Regions from separate parts of the Mus musculus genome. Here region 1 is linked to region 2. Evidence: chromatin contacts called from public Hi-C data. All regions are on one chromosome and are shown on one strand. The core of a region is the stretch at or near the end of the contact, and the rest is flanking DNA. Distances in the headings are between cores, read along the strand shown. Region 1 overlaps Spsb4 (splA/ryanodine receptor domain and SOCS box containing 4). Region 2 holds the start of Pxylp1 (2-phosphoxylose phosphatase 1).

Region 1 (4,688 bases), core at 158-2,657, 77 kb after region 2:
GACAACATCTCATTCAAACTATTACACATTCCTTGCCCACTGCTTGCCGTTTGATGAAGGAATGAATGAGTCACGTGGGAGCAGGAGGAGCTGGAATGGCAGATAAGCCACACGAGAGCCCCAGGTGCTCCGCTGCCTGGCTGACATGTCTGGAGGATTATCTGTGGATCCCAGGACTCAGGGGTGAAATGGCAAGCGTCCTTCTAAGCATGAGGGAGACCCTGAAGTGTCTCCAGTGAGCCACAGCAGGTAGTGGGAATGAATAGTGGAGGGCCATGAGGACTGATTTAAGGCCCACAATGCACTATTGACATAGTTTGTGTTTAGCAAGAGGCTAGCTGTCTAGCTTTTTTAGAAAGGTAGAAAATATTCAGATGGTGGGAAGAGCTGATGTGTCCATCACTTAGGAGAAATAGCAAGTGAGTTACTCCAAGAGTCCTTAGCAGGGATCACCTCCTGAGGTCGCTAGCCCTGTGCTGGTAGTCTACCTGTTATGCTATTTGCACCTCAGATAACTATAGTAAGTGTGGGTTGTTATTTCCACTTTAGAACTGAGACAGGGGTCTGGGATGGCTGAGAAATTTGTCTGGGGTTCCAGAATTAACATGGCCCAGATAGACAGGTGGACTCTCAAGCCTTTGTCACAGCTACAGAATGAATGAGGTCAGGCTGGTATCCCCAAATCTAAAAGTGCACATGTGTTTAGGAAGACAAGTTCCTTGGATTATTTTTGGTCAAAATTTCCCCAATCTCGCCAGACTAAGGGCCTAGAATGCAGAGGAGAACCAAGGAAGGATGACCCCTTGGGTTGCTTGGCCCTGGGAATTATCGAACAGCCAGTAGGGGATGTAGCCATCTCCAAAGGTCTGGGCTATTGGGTTTCACTGCCCTTTCATATACTTCCGGGTAGTGTTTCTCTGAGTCAGTGCCCTTGACTTACAGCAAGCCATTATAGCTACAGGCCTTAGAGGAAGGTACTCTCTACCCCTTGTTTAGCTTAGCAGAGCAGCAGCTCCTTTGTGGGGTCCTGACCACTTCATTGGGACTCTCTGTTGGGTTTACACCATGCGTTCAGTAGCAGGCCGCTATGTGGTTGCTCTCCAAGTGCCATGAGTGCCCAGGGTTCTTTCCCCTCATCTCCTAGGCACTGGCCACACCCAGGGCTACCAGACCCCAGAACTTGAGGGACTCAGTCCAGAGACTCCCTTCCCTTTTCATCTCCACCCCACCCTGAGACTCACCTACTACTCCGGCCATCTCGCTCATGCACCTGGCCCCTTTGCTTAGAGAGGTTACACATAAACCCACGGGCTGGTTTCCTGATGGTGCCAAAGAATGTCACAGGTCGGTGCACAGAAACATTAAATATTAAACAACGGAGATGTGTTGTCACAGCTCTGGAGGCTCAAAGGTTAAAGTCAAGGCATGGCCAGGGTCACCATCTTCTAAGGCTGTGAGGGAGACTCTGCTGTGCCTAGTCCCTAGCTTCCAGTGGCTCGCCAACTGTATATGTTTAGTGTGACTGATGTACGCAACCTGCTGGTCTCTGGCCTATGCCTTCATGTTCCTATGATTGCCCATGTGCATTTCCCTGTCTCCTGAGAATACCAGTCACAGAAATTAATGCCTCCCAAGTGATCTCATCTTGATTCACTACAACTACAATCTGAGTAAGGTCTTGAAGGACTTCAGTTCACAGCCCCTCTGCCTATGTGAAGCAAGAGCTGATGAGGGTTATGAGGGAGAAGAAGTCATCCTGGAAGCATGGGCTAGGTTCATAAGATACTTACTTCCTGGGAAATCATGAAGGAAAGAGGGAGACATGAGTACAGCTCAGAGGTGGCCATAGGAGCCACTGCATGTGGTCAGCACAGCCGCTGCCGCAGATGGTGGCTTCTTGAGCCTGGGCTATCTAAGACAATGCTGGGTACATGTCTGATCACGTGTAGTTCACACCTGTCCCCGACAGAAGGAGACTCTTGGAAGGAGGCTGACCAGGGCAATGTGTTTTAGACCTCAGCTCAAGTGAAATCAGGGAACTAGACTTGAGCCAGCTCTGATGCCAAGTCTTGTTCTTTGCTAAATCTAAGTTCACGATAAAACCCTGTTCCAGCAATACAAGTAAGTGAACTTCATGGGTTATAAATTCTCCTCTAAGGAAGTGTTCCCCAGTCCTGAGATTCTGCAGGAGACGAACTGCCATCAGATGCTAGGAAGTGCATACTTTAGATTAGAGGACAGAGAAATCTTTTCTGGAATATCAGGTAGCATTCAGTACTGACAATCTCAAGACAGTTGACTGTCTTTGGCTTAGTATCTTTTACTTCTAGGGAACTTACCATGCAGAAATGAATTCAGTGGTTGGAACGAGTGCAAGAAAAGCATTCTGTGCAATGTTATTTCTAAAGAGGCAAGTCAGCAATGACCTCAGTGTACAAAGTACAGGACACTGAAGTTACAGTACAACCAAATAGTGACCTATTAGTCATCAAAACCCAATATGATTTCTACAAACACTACCATTATCTAGTTCTGGTATCTAAGCAGTTAGGTAAGAGGAGGGAGACAAACTGTCATTATCTATAGGCAATACAACAGTATGCCTGGACCACCCTAGAGAACTCCAAGAGAGCTTAACTAAGGGAATAAGAACTCAGAGAGGCAGTTCATTACTGACTGGTAGGATCTGCTTCCTTCCGAGATAAACAACAGTTTAAGAAGTATAACAGAAAGTAGGAATCTTTTCGCAATAAAAACACAAAGATGAACCACCTAGGGATAAGCAGGACAAGAATTGACTATAAGAAGACTATTATAAGGACAAGAATTGACTAAGACTCATAAGAGTAACAATGTAGACAGGCTGAAGGCCAAAACTGAGAGCTTGAAAGAAGTGGTGTATTTTATGTTTGGATGGGCGTGTTCAATGACTGGATACGTCAACTACCCCCCTACCCCTGCCCAAGGATAATGTCTAAACACAGTGTGAGCTCAGAATACCAACAGGACTTCTGGAGACCTTAACCATAACTGATTAAAATTTATCTGGAAAAGTAAATACAAAAGAAGGAACGGAAAACAATGCTCTGAGAAATGACTTGGGTGTGGCCCTGCCAGCTCTTGACACATATAATCATGGCATTACAGTAATTAAAGCCATTTAGTACTGAGCTCAGGACAGGACTGGACAGACCCACCAATGAGACTTGGCCTTTCAACACAAATTAGTAAATATCTATTGGCTGATGTGGTAGTTTGCATGAAAATAACCCCCATGGGCTCATATATTTGAATGTTTGGTTCCCAGTTGGCAGACTGTTCAGGAAGAGTTAGGATGTCAGCCTTGTTAGAGGAGGTGTGTCACTGGGGGTGGGGTCTGAGGTTTCAAAAGCCCAGTCCAGACTCAGTCTGCTGTTTATGAATGGGATAGAAGCTCTCAGCTACCTCTCCAGTGCCATGCCTGCCAGCTGTCATGCTTCCCGCCACGATGATCAGAGATTAGCCCTCTGAAACTATAAGCAAGTCTCCAGTTAAATGCATCTTTTTAGACATTGCCTTGGTCATAGTGACTCTTCATAGCAATAGTAACTAAGGCGACTGGTAAGAAAATAGTCTAATGAGAAAGAATGGACCTGAGGCCAGCTCCCATGACCTGACATCTCTGGTATCTGCCCTGCGTCTGTTTTTGTTTTATGTATTATGAGGATTTCATAAGGGTCATGTATGTGACGTGCTCAGGAGTGAGCATTCGCCGACAGTCACTGTTAGCATCAGTGTGAACACTGAGAACCCCAGTGCATGCCTGAAGCCACAGGACAGAAACCATGTTAGTCACTTTTCTTGTTTCTGTCGAGGAAAAAAGGTTTGTTTCTGTCTTGCGGTCCAACATGGTGGGGCTCTGGTTGTGATGAGAGGCAGTTGGTCACGTTGTGTTTGTAGTCATAGAGACAAAGGAAGAAGTAGGGGCGAAGGGAGACAGGAGGGAGAGACGGAAAGAGACAGAGACAGAGACACACACAGAGGCAGAAACAGAGAGAGAAAGACACAGAGAGAGGAATGTTCCATTTGCTTTTTAAACCTTTTCATTCAGTACAGGATCCCAGCCCATGGGAGGATGTGACCCATATCTCTTCCTCAGATGAACCTCTCTGGGAACAATCTTACTCTAGACCAGACCAACGTTTTGTTCCTAGGTGATTCTAAACCTTGTTGAGTTGGTAATTCCGATCAGCTATCACAGAGCCCAGTGATCCAATACCTTTTCCACCTCAAATGTCCCAGACACTGTGGTTCTAACTTTTGGGGTCTGAGGTGTAGCAGCCAGGCTCACAGCAATTGCTTTCTTCTCTCTCACTATCCTACAGATTCATTCATACACCTTAGCAATCTCACTATATCCTTTGCTTTCCTTCCCTTAGTAAGTTGAGCCTGTTTGCTCAAAAGAAGGACTTAACACATTCTTTGTAGGAAGTCCAGATTGCTAGCATCCTTTTCCTGCCACTTTGGAGCCACTCTTCTGGAAAGTAAGCATTCCTTGAACAGGCACTAGGGTAGGTCCCTAACAGCTGATCCCATGATTTGACAGTTCCCGAGAGACTAGCAGGCAGGGAGGTACACAGCATAGAGATAGCAGACAAAGGGCTACCTCGGGTCCTGGGTAAGCTAGAGTGGACTGTGAGAGATTTCAT
Region 2 (4,876 bases), core at 1,151-3,650:
CCAGGTGTGGTGGTACAAGTCTTTAATCCCAGCACTTGGGACCTGAGGTCAGCCTAGTGTACACGGAGTGCCAGGCCAGCCAGAATAAATGAATGAATGAATGAATGAATGAATGAATGAATGAATGAGAATGGTATGCAGAAGCTAGGTCCTCAGCCCAGGGTCTGCAGGATAAGTCTTGGTGGACTTTTCGCCTCTCAGTAGGCAGCCTTGAGGCCTCCCCAGAACTCCCATTATCCTCCCATTCCTATCTCTAGGGTGAAGAGAACTGTTTCGTTCTGTAAAAGTCTGGAATCTCCACTGAGGGACAGGTCCAGCTGTCAGAGCCTGACCTCGAAATTGAACGTTCTATCCCGTCTCTTCCCCTTCACACCCCGTCTTACCAGACAGAGAACTTGTCTCCAGCAGGAGAGACTTTAACATTTATATATATGTATATTCAGATCTGTTGGATTGAGAGATATTTTGAAAATACTACAGCCCAGTGGAAGGCATGGGTTGTGGGCTCAAGACAGATACATGAAGTTTGCTTTGTTTTTGTTTTTGTTTTTGTTTTTAAATAAACATTGAGTAACAGGCAGGGGCACCTGGCCAGGTCCTAAAGGTCACCCCAGCCCTGCAGGTATTCAATCCTAGCCAGAAGGACTCCTGAGAGCAGCCTATCACTGTGAGGACAGGAAGATTCATACAGGAAATTGAGAACACTCAGAAGGGCCCTACTGAGCCCCACTGTGTTCTTGGCTAATTACTTATCTATTCAATAGAAAAGGAATATTGAACTAATCACTACCAGAGCCATCAAAGAGAAACCACAGAGACAGGGCAGTCCTACAGCCCAGAGTGCTGTGCTCCAGGCGGTCCACGCTGCCACGGGTTCCCATCTGCAGCCTCCCAAGGTATCTGTGAGGGCAGGCTGGCCCAGAGCCAATCCTAAAAGAGAAATACCCTTTATATGTTCTTTCTCTGACTAGGCAATTAATTTAATCTAAGATTTAATGAAAGACCCCAGAAGGGAAGGGGTGAACGCACACGCTGGGCTGTCACCATGCCATCTCCACTTCTCTCCGGGGACCATGAGGCTTTCCAAGCCATCTGCTTTAAATCCTCTTCCCACAGATGTCACCACAGGGCACCAACACCTCTGAGGAGGGGGCTGGTGCCAAGCCCGACCGACAGTTCCAGAGGGTAGGCTGGGCTCATCACTGTCTAGTCCATAGTCAGGGTCCAGCCTGGGACTTGCCGCAAAGAGCAACAAATGTCCCTAAGCCATGGAACTCTCCCAGAGCCCCTCCTTGATCACTCACTCATCCCACATTTCCCTATCCACACCAGATCTGATCCAGATTCCTAACTGGTTTTTACCTGTTGAATGTTTAGGAAGCATCCTTGCCTTTCCACAAAGACACGGGCCCACCCTAGAGGGGACAGTTACGTTCCCAGAGCTGTGGTGAGAGAGTGGGGATGTGGCTCCATTTCCCCAGCATAGCTAAATCTTCCCCGATCCACAGGTACTACTGACAGCCAGTCACAGCAGCAAAGAAAACCTGCTCCATATTTGTGGGTAGCAAAGCCGGCTTCTTTTTAAGAAATCGCAACCTATCCAAGTTCACCAAGCAAAAGCAAGCAAAGAAGTAACCACACTGTCCTAAACAGAACACTGAGCAAGCATAACCTGCACGCGTGAAGTGGCCCTGGGCTGGGCCCAGGGTTCCTGCGCCGCAGGCAGCAGGTAGCTGGCGAAGCACCAGCCCCACCCCCGGGGCAGGCCCTGAAGTTGCAGCCCCTTTTTACCTGGACACTGCAGCTATGGGACAGCCGGGAGAAGGGGGACCCCGGAGCTCAGATTCCCGCTGAGTCGTTCAGCAGGAGCGCCTAGGCAGAATGGGACCCCGCTGGGGTGGCGGCGGGGACCGTAGGAGCAGAGCTGGGAGGGAGAGGCGAGCGGCAGGCAACCAGGAGGAGGTAGGCGTGGGAGGGCTTGAGGGAGAAAAGGGGGTGTGCGGGCAGGCTTCTAGGGTGCAGGGCTGAGAAAGGGGAGACGGATCGGAGGGCAGGGACCCCTCTCCAACGCGGGGAGGGTATGGGGAGAGGTGGCAACTGGGGAGCGCGTAGATAAGGGAAAGAGCTTGGTGGCAGGGCTCACACCCGCTGCTTGGAAGCCCGCCCCTGCCTCCGGATCTTGGCATCGCGGACACCTCTCCGGGGTCGCCCCCCAAGACCCTAGACACAAGCCCGCCTTGCGAGAAGCCTCACAACCGCTGGGACCCGGCGCGCACCACACTCACCGCCTACGGTCCCGGCCTCCGTCGCTGTGCGTAGGGATCTCCACCCGCAGCCAGCTCCTCCTGGCGGGAGTGCAGGCGGCGGTGGCGCGCGCAGGCCGCCAAACTCGGGGTTCCGCAGCGCCCCCTACCGGGACCGCCGGGTCCCTGCCCGGCCCGACGCGCTCAGGGCGCCCTGGAGCTCCGCCCCGCAGGCGGCCGTGCGGGACCAGCAGGCTGCGGCGACCCGCATCCCGGGCCTTGGAGGCACACATGGCCTGGAGTGTCCAAACAGTCATCCAGACAGGCTCCGGTCGCGCCGTCCGGGTCCGGGAAAGCGCGCGCACTCGGAGCGCACAGGGCCTATGCTCCTCCCTATGCCGGACTTAGGACCCGGGAGGGTGCCATGGCCCCAGGACACTGCCCTGGACCCGTCCCAGCCTTGGCTAGGGTGCTTTGTGACTGCGTGCCTAACTCCGCGCCGCGGATCTAGCTGCGGATGTGGGTCCTGCGGTGCCTCGTGGACTCAAAACTGGCATATCCTAGCCACCGTGCCACCTCCACCCAAGCGCCTGTCCCGCGCTTCTCTTCCGGCGCGGGCCACATCCGGCCTGTGTCTACTCTAGACCTGGCAGTAGTTTTGTCCCTAAAGGCCTGCAGGCATCCACCCTTGAGAGGTCGTGGCTGTGTCACGGGGGCGTTTCTGCATGACCCCAGGGCTGCCAGCCAAAGACCCGCGCAGCACTCGTTCTATAAAGCTGTGTTTGTGGGTCTTTTGTTGTTGTTGTTTCAAATGCTGTAAAAAAGGATCTCACCAACCACAATTGTGAGATTGCCTTTGTTGTCAGTTCTGGGACTACAGTGACACCCTTGTGCCTCTCTCAACTGCAAAAGAGGTGCGGTTTTGAGGGTAGCGCATCACTTGATTTTCCCTAACTCATTCGATAGTGACTAAATCAAAACACTTTATATTTTATCCATATTTTTACCTCCAATTTCTCCCCTCAAATCAGCTAGATTCTACTTCCCTAGCCTGCATTCCATTTACCCCCATGGTCCAGCCATCTGGAATGCCTTCTCTGTTCAATGCCTTGATGGCCAGCTGGCACTTGCCTGAGGACACTAGTTACTATCCCTCTCACCCAATTACCCAGGCTCAACACCACCTTCAGCCTGCTTATCCCTTCAGTACTAGCGACAGCTTTCTCCAATACGTGAGCATGAAATCTCACTCCCCGTTAAATTCCTACTTGGGCTGGCCCTCAAGGACCACCACAGTCCAGGCATCCTATCCAACACAGACTCTTCCTTCTCGCCACGGACTCTTGACAGTTCTGCTCTAATTCCAAGTTCCACTCCTTCACAAGTCACACAGGCTGCAGATGACAGACAACTCCATCCACACTAGCCCAAAGCAAAATACATACATACATACATACATACATACATACATACATACATACATACATACATCAGAAAAGGGGGTTAGGGCAGGGCTTGTCAGCTTCAGGCCTGGAACTTGACCCCAGATGCTCAGCTTTGCTTTCTCTCAAGTCTACTACCCTTTCAGGAACACGGGAGTCTCCAGCCGACGCAGGCTCGCAACTCTGCCTCCACCACAAACCCAGCCTCTCTCTGCAAACTACCCAGGCCTGATTTTGTTCTGGATGGAGCCCTTGTGGGTCTGTGCCACATCTTCTGTAACCCATAGGCGTATGTTCCCTTTCTTGGCTACTTACTTACCCTTCCCATGGGATATGTAGACAGTCTTAGGTTCAACATGACCACAAGAGGATGAAAGGTGACTCGGGCATCATTTCTCTACAAAAATTTGCCACTATCCCACTCGACTGGGGTATTCTCCACTATTCTTCTGGAAGTGGGAACAGGTCTCCTCTGCCTGAATCTTCCTCCACGCGGCACTTAGAGTTTCCATCGTTGCACCTTCCTACAATCCAGGTTAATACCGGATACCACGATCATCTTTCCCTCTTTCCTTCAACCTCTATTCCCTGAACACTTCGACATTTTTCCCACTCTGGAGAAAGCATTCCACCTCCTTTCCTGAGGGTCTTTAAGGGTTGAAGGGTTTCCAGGGAAGGGAAAAGGAGAGGTTCCTACAGGGGAGAATGGCAAGCCTCCCTCTGCAGTGATAAAATAGGGTATCTGTCTGAGGCAGCTGGAGCCACTTGGCTAATGGCTGGGGAGGCAGTGCCAACGAGTGTAGCTCCCAGATATCCTCAAGCAGGAAGCGGGAGCAGATTTCTCTCATGCCAGATACCAACATAATACTGGTTATCCAAATACATGATCCAAGTTATCCCCTACTATCCTCCAAGTGAAATAAAAATTCTATTTCTCTGGCCCTGGCAACCAAGAGAGTCCTGACTAGGACAAGCCCCCAACCCAGCACAGTGTCACACGCTCCTGAAAACAGTGCCTGTCACCTTCATTACTCATTTGCTAGAGCAGCGAACTGTGCCCCTGGATGACCATAAAACAGAGAACTAGCACGGTGCCAGGACTCACACCCTCCCCCTTGAACTGTTTGCTACAGGAAAACACCCACCATTTATTGAATGAAAGCTGAGCCCACCTGTCCTCTAAAAACATTG

What was found. Hi-C and Micro-C count contacts between places; a contact is called where the count stands out from the background.
Region 1: a Hi-C map of liver shows a contact between it and region 2, with 6 times the contacts expected there. The contact joins the enhancer-like site here to the promoter of Pxylp1 in region 2. A contact is called at or near these places in 3 of 484 Hi-C or Micro-C datasets (CD8 T cells, embryonic stem cells and liver), 2 of 115 datasets of contacts at active chromatin or transcription factors (both in embryonic stem cells) and 2 of 9 other capture datasets (adipose tissue and pancreatic islet).

Annotation. Positions count from the first base shown.
Region 1 is chr9:96,965,309-96,969,996 of GRCm38.p6, forward strand. All of the region lies in intron 2 of Spsb4 (splA/ryanodine receptor domain and SOCS box containing 4), which reads right to left. Among named protein-coding and RNA genes, the nearest start is that of Gm16010, 47 kb to the right of the region's middle. Within about 2 kb of position 1,408, at least 12 of the 459 cell types and tissues checked have an H3K27ac peak or open chromatin away from gene starts, as enhancers often do. A contact at or near this core is called in liver, where this site is marked.
Region 2 is chr9:96,887,074-96,891,949 of GRCm38.p6, forward strand. Pxylp1 (2-phosphoxylose phosphatase 1) reads right to left here and starts at 2,401. Exons shown (of 6, transcript NM_001289647.1): 1 at 2,286-2,401.